Linked DNA regions of Rattus norvegicus: region 2 is linked to region 1. The links are chromatin contacts, called in public Hi-C maps. All regions are on one chromosome and are shown on one strand. Each heading gives the region's core, a stretch centred on a gene start, on an enhancer-like site or on the middle of the called end of the contact. The rest is flanking DNA. Distances are from core to core; before and after follow the strand shown.

Region 1 (7,219 bases), core at 2,353-4,852:
TCAGTTTTGTGGCAAATACCTATAAACAAGGATTGCATGTTAAAATTCAGAATGGACAGCAAAGGTTCCAGGAATACAAAAGCTAACAAAATGAGCTGCCTGGTTTCTTCTTAAACCGTGGGACGCTGTCTTGCTTAGCCAAGGCCTTTCTGCAGGCAGACCAACATGTTTCCTTTTGCTTCCCTTGCTCTCTTAAGGGAACAGACTGGGCAATTTACTGATTAGTTTTCTTTTCTTTCTTTTTTGGTTCTTTTTTTCGGAGCTGGGGACCGAACCCAGGGCCTTGTGCTTCCTAGGCAAGCGCTCTACCACTGAGCTAAATCCCCAACCCCACTGATTAGTTTTCTTAAATGCATACCTGAAACTTCACCATTTGCTGTCTGCCAATAAAGTAGTACTGCCTATGGAGTAGTATGGGGCACTTGTTTGAAAGCCAACACACCCCTCCCCACCCCAGCAGGTACCAATCACCGCCCAGGTACCTCCACTGAGTCCAGGCATGGCATCAGAGTGGCACTTGAGGGGAAATGGATTTGCAATTCTGATCCCTGAGAACATGAAGTGTTCTTCTGTCAACACTAGGCCTGAAACTTGCTCTAAAACAAGTGAGTTCTCTACAGTGAAGTAAGGTTCTGAATCGCTGATGTTTACTTACTTACTTGATACTTCAACACACACACACACACACACAAAGACCCCAGAACCCAGGATGTTAAAGTTCCAGGTCTCTATGTGGAGCAGTGTAGAGCCCTGTCATGTTGTTGCCTCCTTTATGGTGACTAATGGACTTGTTGACTGTGTGCCCATCACTTGGCCCCCAGCTTTAGGAGGCAGAGCCCTGGTGTGTGGCTCCCTGCCAGGCTTAGCTCAGTTTCATTTTATCTCACCTTCTTGTTCCCATAACACCTCTGGGGCACTGTGGGGGAGGGGAGGACAGTAGCTTTACCCACTCTGTTTTTCCTAGTTACCCTATAATAACCCTAGGCCTACATGGCTCTGAGAATTTGGGGTAAGGTGGGGGTTAGTAGGGTGGACAGCATTAGAGTCTCTCGTCAGGATACAAGCAAATAAACCCAGATCTTAAGATCAGAATGCTATGGAGGTACATGGCAAGACCTTCCTAAAGGTCTCCTCCAAGCTGGGTGCACTCCAGGCACTGAGGTCAGAGTCAGGATGGCTTCTACATTCTGCCTACTGGGCCTTTCCTCCCAGAGATTCAAACCTAAGAAATTATGACTGGCTTCCTTTGGTATATAGTTCAGCTTCTAAATACAAAGACCTCTGGTTCCTGGGAGGCAGTGAACAGGGTACAGCCTTCTCTGCCTGTTCTTGACACAGCAGACTCTTCCCAGGGAGCCAACTGTGCCCAAGACTCTGAACACTTTAGCTCTGCTTATTACCAGCTCTCCCAAGAGAAGCAGGGCAGTGTGTAAGGAAATGAAACTCTGCACAGAGGGAATTAAACCATCTTCGCATTATTTACCTCGAGGCCATTAAGGAGGAAGTCGGCTAGAGAGAGCTGCTAATGAGCACCAAGACTTTAACTGGTGGGGAAGTGAGAAAAGGAAGCTGGCTCGCCAAAGAGCACTAATGGGTGACCAACCAGGTGAGCCGCTCACTCCGGGAACCGGAGACACACGGTACCCTTGCTGCCCTTCTGAGGGCTCCCCCTTTCCCTGCCAGACACCCAAGTGGGACTGAAATCCCCTTGCCCTCCTCTTCTCCCCTCATGGACTCACTTGGACAAGAAAGGTTTAAAGACTAGTTAAGACTGGCAAGAAACGCGGTGTGGAATGACTTGCTGGGAATTCCCTGGTGCTTTGCAGCAAAAGTCTTCTAGGATGGCAATACCATTATGTACCTCGAGTTCCTTCCCTATGGGCTCTTCTTCCTTCCACATGTGAGGCAGTACAAACTATCCCCACTGGAGCCATCTTGATCTACCATCCACTCTGTCCCCAGGCCTCTAAGGCACACCTATCTCCCAGCACCAGTAAGAGATGAGGCCTCTCCCCAAACACACACCATGGGAATCCCGATCTCATTGGTGTTGATGTACATATCTGGGCAGATGACCGAGCGGGCTGCGTAGTCCACTCGCTTTCCCATCATGTGCTTCCGGAACAGGCCTTCCTTCTTCTCGAGGATCTGCAGACAGCAAAAAAGTGCCAGAATAATAAATAACTCAATTATGATTATTGTTTTCTTGCTGCTGAACCAGTGTGTATAATGTGTGTTTATTTCTAAACATGCAGATGGGAGCTGGGGATACAGACCGGTTGTCAGCTGTTCATTACTGACCCTCGCTAACGGGATGGGAATCCAACTCACGCTCACCTGTCTTATGCCAGGGTACTTTTCCAGCATCAGTTTGTCCATGTCACTGTCAAACACAATATTGACGTGGCTCTGGAGGCGAATCCAAATATTGTAAAGTTTATCTGTGAGAGACTGTCCTGGAAGCAAACTCAGAAAGGACCGGTCGATAGCACCCGAGGAGTCATTTTCCTGAGAGGATAAAATCCAAGAAAATAAGAATGACTGAAGAAAAACTTGTTTACTCAAAAAAAGGGAGGGGGGGGAAGGTGCTGGCGAGATGGCTCGGTGGTTTGGTTAAGAGCAATGGCTGCTCTTTCAGAGGTCCTGAGTTTAATTCCCAGCAGCCACATGGTTGCTCATCTGTAATGGGATCCGATGCCCTCTTCTGGTGTGTCTGGAGACAGTACACTGTACTCATATAAATAATTAAATCTTTATAAGAAAAAAAAAGCCCTGGAAGCTGACGGATGATAAACTGAACTTGTTAGTGTGTCTCAGCAGGTACACATCAGCCCACTATGTATGGATCTGCTTGTCTCTTTAGTAGTAAAATGAACCCGAAATTCATCAGCACAGCAGCACTGCAGTGTACACCTGGAATTACCAGCCACTTGAGAAGTAAAGGCAGGAGAGCAAGATCCTGTCTCCAAAATTAAAACTAAACTAAGATTTAAAACATAACGTAAGTAGGTTCCTATCTTAAGCTTCTTAATGTCTAGTCTACCAAAACCAAGAGAGTCTTAGCAGCCCTTCCTGTGGGCATCCACTTCAGAGGGGTCTATCAGACATTACGGTTTAGGAAAACGTCAGTCAGTGAAGTCATAAACGTGCGGTGGAGTATTTACCTAGCTTGCAGGAAGCCCTGGCTCCACCTCCAGCAGCACAGAAACTGGCTATGACGGTGCACACAGCAATCCCAGCACTTGGAAGGTGGCAGCAGGGGGTCAGAAGTTTAAGGGCAGCCCTGGTTATATGGTAACTTAAAGGCCAGCATGGGCTACATGAGACCCTGTCTCCAAATAATAATAAACCAATAATAACAGTAATAGTGTTACTATTATTTTAAGGCAGGTAGAATAATTTATTAAAAAAAAATAGTTTGCCATATAATATTGTATGTCTTCAGTTATAATGTGAGTCCCAAGTGGGTTAAATTACTGGCTGATCCTCAAGCTTAAACATTTACCTAATCATGTAAAATTATTTCTATTCTAATCCTGCCTCTTCCTCTTATCTATCCAGGGAAGAGAAATACAGAGGTCCTTCCAGCACCACCTACTGGCCCCATCTGGCTACATACGGCCTAGGAGATAGAATTTCACCGAGTAGTTCAAAGAGAAAACACTGTGTGCAAGCTGAGGACAGGTGACAATGAGAGTGTCACAGTGATAATTTGGGTTAGTCCCCATAAGGAATAAGGGAATCATCTAGGAAGGTACATGTAGCCCTGCAGACAACATTAGATCTTCTTACCACCTGCATGATGGCAGAGGCCTGTCTAGTCAAACTCACTGCTTACAGCCACATGACTGCTACTGAAGTGAACAAGACCCAGTCCCCTGGCTTCTTGTATGTCCCTAGTCCCTAGGGACAGCTCCCGGGAGACCACTGCCATGGGAATATAATGATGACCACGAATAGGAAAAACAAGAATATTTCTGATTACTTAAAGGGAGACTGCAGAGGGATCAAGACAGTACTGTTTTGTTTTGTTTTTCCTAGAGACGGAGTTACTATTGACAAAAGCTTGTCTCTGCCCCTAAGGGTCACCAAGATAAAATCCTCATTCCTAGTCACTGGGCTCGATTATGCTATGATTTCAGCCTTCCATACTAGACCATGGCCTGCAGATGGCAACTGTCTCATGCTGAGGCGCTGTTAAAAGCATGTCCACACTGACTCATCAGTAAAGTTCAGCAGAACCAGGCAAAGGACCGAGAAGTCAGCCAAAGCTAAGTGCCAGGAGATGGTGGTGTCACGTTTGACAGCCCTGGCTTATAGCAGGACCGTCTGAGCAACTGGCATGGAGTCTGAAAGGCCAGTCCAAGGCTAGAGAAAGCCATCTCTATTTACATCCTGACCACAGTCCAGGGATGCAGTGACTTTGACAAGTGTTCTGAGTACCCAACTTGGCTCAATGTTCACTACAGAGTTGATATAAGACACACAAAGGGCTAAGGAATTATCAGTGGGGATGGTTTTATTCTAGAAAATCCCATTCTACATCGTCTTCCTGGCTGTACTGCTAAAGACCTTACTGAGCCTACAAACACATTCTTAGAGTCTGAGGGAAGATGACTCTTTGGCCCTTCATTAGCAGTTGGTGGTACAGAACAGCCTCGGTGTGAAACCTCACCATAAACTACATGTACTGTATAGTGGAGATGAGGCCAAGAAGTCAAAGAGACTAAAAACCACTGGCATGATCATTGGATACTGAACCCAAACCACTATCTAGATTTATCTATAATCAGGCCTGTGCTTGTCCCAACAAGTCACACTGCCGACCACGGGTGCTGCCCACTGTAGGCAGCATCTTACAGCAGTCACAACATCTGTGTCCGCACAGGGTTAGAACCAAGTGTTCTTGCTCTTACCACACCTGTCCTTGACCGAGAAATTATGTCAGCACCAAGGCAGCTCTGACCTTGTCTATGGTGATTTCTGTCATCTCACAGGGCAGTTTCTGTTCTTGGGCCATCACTGCCAGAAGTTTCCGGATCAAAACTGCATCCTTCATGACCGCTTGCAAATTCACTGTCTGGCCATTAGTGAACATCTGGTCACCCAGGCGATTGATGGGACGATACCTACAGGGTGACATACAGGCTTCATGAATGTTCTTTAGCCTCTTAACCTATTTACTGAAAATAACACAGCTCAGTCTGTTCACAACAACCATCCATGTCTAGGACAACCAAGTAACAGGAGTGCTCGGGCCACTACCTGCAAGCTTGGTTTGGTAGCTGTTTGGTTTCTCAGTGGCCCAACCCTTCCAGGCTCTCCAGTGTGTCCCTGCTCAATTCTTCAGCCCACCCTTTTCATGCAAAGTAAGTTAAAAGGAGTTACCTGGATGGCGGTACCACGATGAAATCTAGAAAGAACATACTGGGGTTGAAACTGGACTCTGGGCCAATATCATCCAATCCCGAAAAAAGATAATTCAGGAAGAATCCTGTGTTGAAATAAAGTAACCAACAAGACATTAAAGCCTATGTATAGAAACACAAGATGTTACTAAGAAAAAAACAAAACAAAACAAACAGGATATGGGATCCTATGCCGAATAAGAAAAAACTTTTTATAAAAATGAACCAAAATTATCCTGAGTATGTGATGGCTTGTATGCAAGTAAGATAACATATAGACTCTGATGGACAACAGTGCTTAAGTAAGGAAATGAGCTATGAAGGAACAGGAAATTTTAGCCTCCCCCCCCACCCACATCCCCACCCCCACGGCTCGGAATCTTACATGCAAAATTAAATGCTTGCTATTTTGGACTCTGGACAAAATTAATCAAAATAAAAAAAAAACAAGTCAAATAAAATTTTGTCTTTTAAAAACAAAAGATAATGAAATGAAACATCCTTTCTAATGGGTATGCCAAGAGGGCTCTTCTGGATCAAAGATGTACGTGACCTAAAACTGCCTGGAGAAAATGGACCAAGCGTGAATAAAGCCTGCCACAGAAAGCGCTTCACTAACTTGGTACTTTTTCACTCTTGTACCCCTGGTGATGATACCATGGTTGTCTATGAGCACTTCCTGTGCAGAGATCAGAGTCGATGCCCAGAACACCGTCTTAGATGGCTGAGGACTGAATACTCTGCATAGACCACGTCATATATTCAAAAAGGGGATAAAGAGTTCCCTTTTTACAGGGAACTGAAATATATGAAAGCTCATTCTTGGGGCTGGAGTGATGGCTCAGAGGTTAAGAGAACTGACTGCTCTTCCAGAGGTCCTGAGTTCAAATCCCAGCAACCACATGGTGGCTCACAACCATCTGTAATGGGATCTGATGCCCTCTTCTGGTGTGTCTAAAGACAGATACAGTGTGCCCATATAAAAAGTTCATTCTTTGATTCACAAAAGGAATCCCCACAGAACGTTTACAAGGTCTTTTTTTGGGTTCAAGATGGTCTCACTAAGTAGCGTTGGCTGTCCTGGAACTCACTATAAAGAGCATGCCTTGAACTCACAGAGCTCCACCTGCCTCTGCCTCCCAAGGGCTGAGACTACAGGTGTGTGCCAGCTACCCAGCTAAAGCATCTTTTCAGTGGACATTTGAAATAGATGCGTGTCAATAAGCCTTCCAGAAATGCTCCAGTGCAGCAGTGGCTGGGCTCAGCTGCATCAAGTTCTTCGTGGTGGGTGTGACCTACCCTGCTCCTTTATGGCTCTAAGTCAATGTGCCTGAAGCTTGCCCCAGACCAATACATAGATTGCAGGTAAGAGCTACATTAATTAGAACTTCTGTTAAGGTAGTAAGAGGATGGTCTAAAGAAATGAACCAGGAAATCAAATCCACAGTCAGACAGGCTATTTCTCTAGCACCTTCATTCTTCCAAATGGCGAAAAGATGTTCTTGGGCGCTGCTTGGGGTCAAGTATCCTCGTTTCCCCATCTGAGCCTCATCAATTCCTGGAGCTGCTGGTGCTCCTTCTGTAATGAGATAAACCCTTTTTTGTCCCCATTCTTGAAACATCAATGTACAGAGCAGCATCTCTTCAACCCAGATTTCTACCCACACTGATTTCTGGAGTACTGAATGCAACACACTATTATATAAAACCAGAGAAGAGCACGAGAGGGCATCCCACCAGCTCACATTAACATAACTATTTTCACTTTTAAATATTCTTTCCCAGTGCTTTGGCTCATGTAAATACTTTGC
Region 2 (6,448 bases), core at 1,396-3,895, 230 kb before region 1:
TAAGGTGGGGCGGGACTGGGGCACAGCTGTTCAGATTGCTGCTGTAAGGTGTCTACCAAGAAGGTGGCTTTTTCCTGTTTCCTAGGATTCCTATTCTCTGCATTCACAGCTACACAGAGGTAAGAGCCATTCACTGTACCTGCAAAAACTTGAATGCAGCTCGGCACCTGAGACGACTTTGCATTAGTGACTTTACCCCTGCTGTGATGAAACCCACAATGGTGGTTTGAAAGAGAATGGCCCCCAGAAGCTCACACAGTTGGGATGGATTAGGAGGTGTGACTTGTTGGTGAAAACAACTCTGGGGGTAGGCTTTGAGGTTTCAAAATCCCACACCAGGCCCAGTTCTTTAACTGACAGCGGATCAGGCGGTAGCTTTCAACTTCTCCAGCACCATGCCTGCCAGGGCTGCCACCATGTTCCCCACGATGATGACAGTAGACGAAACCTCTGAATTGTAAGCCAGCCCCAATGGGATGCTTTCCTTTAAAAGAGTTGCGGTGTCAATTCACAGCAAGGGAACAGTGAAGGTGACAATGACCGTAAGGAAAAGAGTTCATTTGACTTAGGGTTCCAGAGAGCTGGAGGCCATAATGGTAAGGCACAGCATGCTGGCAGGAGCTGACCATACTCTTCGCATATCACGTGGTGGGGGGAACAAGACTAAGCCATAAAGGCCACCTCTAGTGGTGCACTTCCCTAAGCAAGGGTGTACCTTCTAAAGGTTCCATAGCCTCTCTCCACACAGGAACCCCACCTGGGGACCAAGTGCTCAAATACACTAGGACATTCCTCATTTAAACAGCACACTTGGCATCTCAAGGAAAATCCCTAAACGTGTCTTCCTTCATGTGATACCAAACACAATCCACTTGAATAATTCATTTATTTATAGACAGGGTTTCTTATATCCTCAGCTGGTCTTAACTTGCTATGTAGTTAAAGATAACCTTAAATTTCTGAACCCCTAGCCCATTGGTTCTCAACATGAAGATCTTTGGGACCTGTACAGTCCTTTCACAGGGTTTGGATATCAGATACCCTGCATATGAGACACTTATGACTCACAACGGTAGAAAATTATAGTAGCAATAAAATAATTTTATGGTCGGGGAATCACTACAACATAAAAAAAAAATGTATTAAGGGTTGCAGCATTAGGAAGGTTGAGAACCACTGCTCTAGCCTTTACCTCAAGTGTGAGATCAGGGGCCTGTGTCACTGTGCCCAGCTTCTGTTGGGGACTGAACTCAGGGCTTTATGTATGCTGGGTAAATACTCCACCAACAGATTGACATCTCCAGCGCCGAATATGGTTTTAAGAAAAGTAACTAAAAGTACGTTGCTCAGTCTAGATATAACATTGGTGCACATGTTTTTTTGCTTTGCTCAGCAGATTGCAATTTCTTTCTTTTTTCTTTTTTTGTTTAGTTTTGGTTTTTCCAGACAGAGTTTCTCTATGTAATAGGTCTGGCTGTCCTGGAACTTTTTAGCAGACCATGTTGACCTAAAAACATCACAGAGATCTGCCTGCCTTTGCCTTCTGAGTGCTGGGATTAAAGGTATGCACTACCATGAGTGGCTCAGCGATTTCTTAATATTGGGAATTAGTGAAAGTCTTATGCAGACAATGAAAGTAAACTGTTAAGCCTGCACTTTCCCTGCAGAGAATATGGTCAAAAACATCGGTGTAGGCGTGTTTTAATGAGCAGTCATGCATGTTTAATGGGTAGCCTTCCTTTCTGGTTTCACCGAGTCTTCCATTCAGTGTTGGATGCAGGTCAGGGTTATCACCAGCCGTATGAGTCCCTGCTTCGTGAACACAAATTCATACTCTGTATTTTATTACCTTGGATGGTGGAACGAGAGTTAATAAGCAGTCAGAAAGTTGGACCATGATGTCTCACTCTCCAGAGGAAGGAGTGCTTGTGTTTATACTCCCTGAATGTATCTGTGCTCATGCACACTCATTCATACAAGCATGAGCATGTGTGCATGCACACAAACACATCACACATTTGGATGATGGGAACTTCTCAAGGGAGAGGATGTAAGACACATCCCTTAACTATGCTACAACGCTAGTCTAAAATGTTCTCTTGAGATAGGAAAAGGGCAAATTCTATAATCCATTTGATATCTAATAAGGGGCCAAAGGACTGGAACGTTACTAAAACAAAGGGATCCTTGACTTTAACAATTGCCTTCTGTTGCAGTAACTAGGGTCATAATTGCCAAACCACTGGTGACCAAGAAGTCATCATTCAGTCAGAGTAGTCTAATCTGAGTCCAACCAATAATGAGGACACTCTGTCTCCCATGATCTATGGAAGCAGACTTTGCTTTCTGATGTACAAAACAAGAGAAACACTGTTTGCAAGAGGCTCAGCATACTTGGCATGGTTTTATAAGGTTCTGGCTGAGCTTTGTCCAAACACACAAGTCACCCCATACTCATCTCCATCCCTAAAGCACGTTCTAAGGCCAGAACTAATTATACTTAATGTAAGGACGGAGTATAGGTTCTGAAGAAAAAAAAAAAACGAGTAAAATTCATTCAATGTTCCCCTAGAAGCACATGAACAGACGGACCACATCTAGCTCACCCAAGTTGCTCTAACAGCAGCAATTACCAGTGTGCTTTGAATGCTGTCTTCAGGTGATGGCGACTGGTGTTCCTGGAAGTCAGCCTTACAATACCCTAGAGAAGGTCTGTTTCCACACAAATGGAAATGGGGGTGGGGTCAGGGATGCTGAGGTGTTGGGGGCTGAGGAGATGGCTCATCCGTGAAGTTCTTATCACAGAAGCATGGGAACCTGAGCTAGACACAGTGCAGTGGTTTGAATGGGATGTCTGCCATGGTCCTGGGCATTTGAAAACCAGGTCGGGTAGGTGGTGCTGTTTGGGTAGGCTTGGGAGGTGTTGCCTTGCTGGAGGAAGTACATCACTGTGGGTGGGCCTGGTTCTGTTTCCTGCTTGCAGTTCTGATAGGAGCCCTCAGCTGCCACTCCAGCTGCTATGCCTGCCTCCTGCTGCTCCAACAGGACAGACTCTTAGCCCAAATGAACTCTTCCCTCTATAAGTTGCCTTTGTCACGGAGTTTGAAATGTAATTAAATCAGGTGGACAGATCTGGGGAGCTCATTGGCCTGCCAGTCTGGCCTCCTTGGCAAATCTCAAAAATTAAAAGGTGGATAGCAAGGGAGGAAACATCCCCCGAGGCTAGCTTCTGATGATCTCCACATACACCTGCATGAATGCACACACGTGCTCACACACACACAGACACACACAGACACACACAGACACACAGACACAGACACACACACACACACACACACACACACACACACACACACACACAGAGACACACACGTACACACGCACGCACATTCATGCCCAGTGCTGATTAAAGGTTCTAGAAGATGCTTTCACACTGTCTCCTACTGGCTTGTGGTCTCCAGGGAGCCTTTTGATTTATCCTTGGCATTTGCTTACTGTCTATGAGGAAGTGAAGATGGGAGGGGAGCAGACACAATACAGATGGAAACAGGACATTGAGGAGGATGGTGGCAGGCCTGAAAGCTGATGGGACAAGTGTCAGTATGTACCGGGGACAGGTTTCCCTGGGGCTGCAGGGCAGTGGTGTGACCTGAGGGAGGGTATGGGCAGGGAGGGACTACAGAACAAAGGCACAGCAGATGGATGAGGGACAGCTTCATACACCTTCTGACACCAGAGACTAGGCCAGTAACAAGAGACAAGTTGCATGAGGCAACTTATAACTAGTGTAGTGGTTGAAGGGGAATGGTCCCTGTGGGCTCCTATTTGAATGCTTGATCCCCCACTGTTGGACCGGTTTGAGAAGGATTGGGAGCTATGGACCTGGTGGAGGGGTGTCCCTTGGAGTGAGCTTTGAGGTTTCAAAAGCCCCCCTTCCCAGTTAGCTCTCTCATGCTTGTGAGGCATGAGTCTTGGCTGCCGTGCTCCTTGTGAGGTCGTCGACTCACCCTCTGGACCCTGGGCCCCAGGTTGGAATGTTGTCACAGTGGTTAAAGATAAGGCAGCCATCACCTCTCCAGGGGAGCCCCTCTACTTGGGTCACACAGCTAGGAGCGAGGCACCCTAACCCCCTCACTATGCAGCATCCAGGGTGAGGTTTCCACTCAGCAGAGAATGAACGAACGAAGGAACAAACCCTCACGGTCACTAAGTCACAGGGGCTCCTCAAAAGCTTTTATTATTTTTCTTTCTTTCTTTCTGTTCTTTTCCCTCCCCTTCCTCATTCTCCTTTCACATTGGTTGGTGGGCACTTCAGGGCACTTCAGGATGGGTCTTAAGTTACAACAGGGGGGGTTCACTCCAGTGCTTTAGCAATGTGGTCATCTGCAGAGGTCTTGCTCCCCATGGCTGTCACAATTCTGATGAACCATCTCAGACAGACAGCCTCACGCCTTAAATAACACCAAGTGCTTTGGGAGGGCAGAGAGAACAGACACTTCTCCAGAAGCTGAAAAGTGCCCTGACAGTGTAGGACGACATGGCTTCTCCCATCCTGGGGCAGCATCACGGTACTCAGCTGACAGTGGCTCGCCTGTGGAACAGCTGCCCTGCTTGGGTCCTCTGAGTCTTCTGGCAGACGGACTAGCAGAAAGGGGTTATGAACTTGTTTATCAGGCCCCCGACTTCCTGCAGCTGCCAGTGATGATGAGTAAACCCTTCCTTCATCCAGGAGGCAGGAAGTTTCCCTGCCAGCAGTGCTACCAAACAGAGCTGCAGAACCCGCAGTCAGGTATCGAGGCCATCATCGAAGGTGCAGAAGCCCCTCTCCTCCCACCTCAACACCTGGGGAGAGTACATGTGTACAGTTTTTGCAAATTAAATTACTTCTTTAAAATACAATAAACCATACGATTCTCTTTGAAAAGTCTTTCCATCCCCATTCTTAAAATTAACTTACAAAATTGTGCAAAACCCAACACTGACTTCAAATAAATAGGACAAAGAGGTGTAAAGGGCTGAACTTTTGTTGTTGCTGTTGTTCTTTCCTTTTCTTTTAAAACTGAGTTTAAAAACACTAGCTGTAGGCCAAAGCAGCTGCAGGGTAAACTCCCTGGGGAGGCTGCTCACCACAGCTCTCAGCTGCATTGCTAAGTGAGGTCTGCGGTGTTCAAAGTTCTCAGTGGATGCCCCCGCTGAGGTCCTGCACCACGCCCTCCTTGATGAGCTTCTGGAGGAACTGGGTCTCTGTGGTCACGTTGTGCATGACTTGCCAGTTCATGGCGCCCATGCACTGACTGTCAAAGTAGTGCAGAGGGGTCCTTGGTTGACTGAGGTCATATCCAAAGCCTGCCAGGCTAACTTCATCACACAGATGCGTGGCCAAGACAATGGCAATGATGCCGATCGTGGGGATATTCTGGAAAGAACAGAGACTAATTTATTCATTAAAAAATAATATTTCAATTGCTTTTAAAACTCATTTAACTTTTGAGATTGAAATATATGTGTGTATATATATATACATATATATAATTTTTAAAAATGATTTTTTGTTATTTCAAGACAAAGTGTCCCTGTGTAGTCCTGGCTGTCCTAGGACACACTCTGTGGCCTCAAACTCACAGAGGTCCATCTGCTTCTGCATCCTGAGTGCTGGGATTAAAGGTGTGCACCATTGCCCGGTGTCTCTTTATATATATATATATATTTTTTAAAGATTTATTTGTATTTATGTGAGTACACTGTAATTGTCTTCAGACACACCAGAAGAGGGCATCAGATCCCATTACAGATGGTTGTGAGCCACCATGTGGTTGCTGGGATTTGAACTCAGGACCTCTGGAAGAGCAGTCAGTGCTCTAACCACTGAGCCATCTCTCCAGCCCTCTTTATATATTTTTAAGGTGCGTGAGTGCGTGTGTGCGTGTGTGTGTATGTGCGTGTGCGTGTGTGTGTGTGTATGTGCATAGGTATGCACTTGAATGTCCATGTCACTGTGCTTGGCTGGAGGTCAGAGGACAACTTTCAAGAGCTTTTCCTCTCCTTTCACCATGTGGCTGTAAGTTTGAACTTGTATGTTACATGTCACATTCATCCCTGTATTTTGTTTTGTTTTTGTTTCTGTTTTTAAAGAAAAAGGTCTTGCCATGTTCCCCAAGCTGGCTTCTACCCCATGACCTCCTGCTTCAACCTCAGGAGTGCTGGATTACAGGTGGATGCCATGCTGTCTGGCTACATTTACTCCTTTCAAAATAGATTCAGCTAACTCTAGCCTGGCGGGTCCTCGGCGCATCCCGTTTTAGCTGCTCTCTTCTGGCATGCACTCGTCTGCAAGGCATCGTGCCGTGCCTCCTGGGATGTCCAACCCTGCCACAAAGCTTTCTGGATCTTCAGTCAAGGTTTGGGTAAAAACAGTACCATAAGACAAGTCCAGAGAGCCTGCAGC

The links. A called contact is a pair of places that touch in the nucleus more often than the background predicts.
Region 2: a Hi-C map of Schwann cells shows a contact between it and region 1, with 4 times the contacts expected there. The contact joins two enhancer-like sites. A contact is called at or near these places in 12 of 12 Hi-C or Micro-C datasets (the A7r5 cell line, the Rat2 cell line, Schwann cells and 7 more) and 1 of 1 datasets of contacts at active chromatin or transcription factors (oligodendrocytes).

What each region holds. Positions count from the first base shown.
Region 1 is chr4:105,523,109-105,530,327 of GRCr8, reverse strand. It overlaps Polr1a (RNA polymerase I subunit A), which reads right to left. Exons shown (of 34, transcript NM_031772.2): 7 at 6,880-6,987; 8 at 5,389-5,494; 9 at 4,967-5,129; 10 at 2,338-2,508; 11 at 2,026-2,148; 12 at 1-19. Among named protein-coding and RNA genes, the nearest start is that of Polr1a, 18 kb to the right of the region's middle. Within about 2 kb of position 3,602, at least 6 of the 93 cell types and tissues checked have an H3K27ac peak or open chromatin away from gene starts, as enhancers often do. A contact at or near this core is called in Schwann cells, where this site is marked.
Region 2 is chr4:105,748,543-105,754,990 of GRCr8, reverse strand. St3gal5 (ST3 beta-galactoside alpha-2,3-sialyltransferase 5) reads right to left here. Exons shown (of 8, transcript NM_001398713.1): 8 at 4,217-5,419. The coding sequence ends at 5,180. Among named protein-coding and RNA genes, the nearest start is that of St3gal5, 59 kb to the right of the region's middle. Within about 2 kb of position 2,645, at least 1 of the 93 cell types and tissues checked has an H3K27ac peak or open chromatin away from gene starts, as enhancers often do. A contact at or near this core is called in Schwann cells, where this site is marked.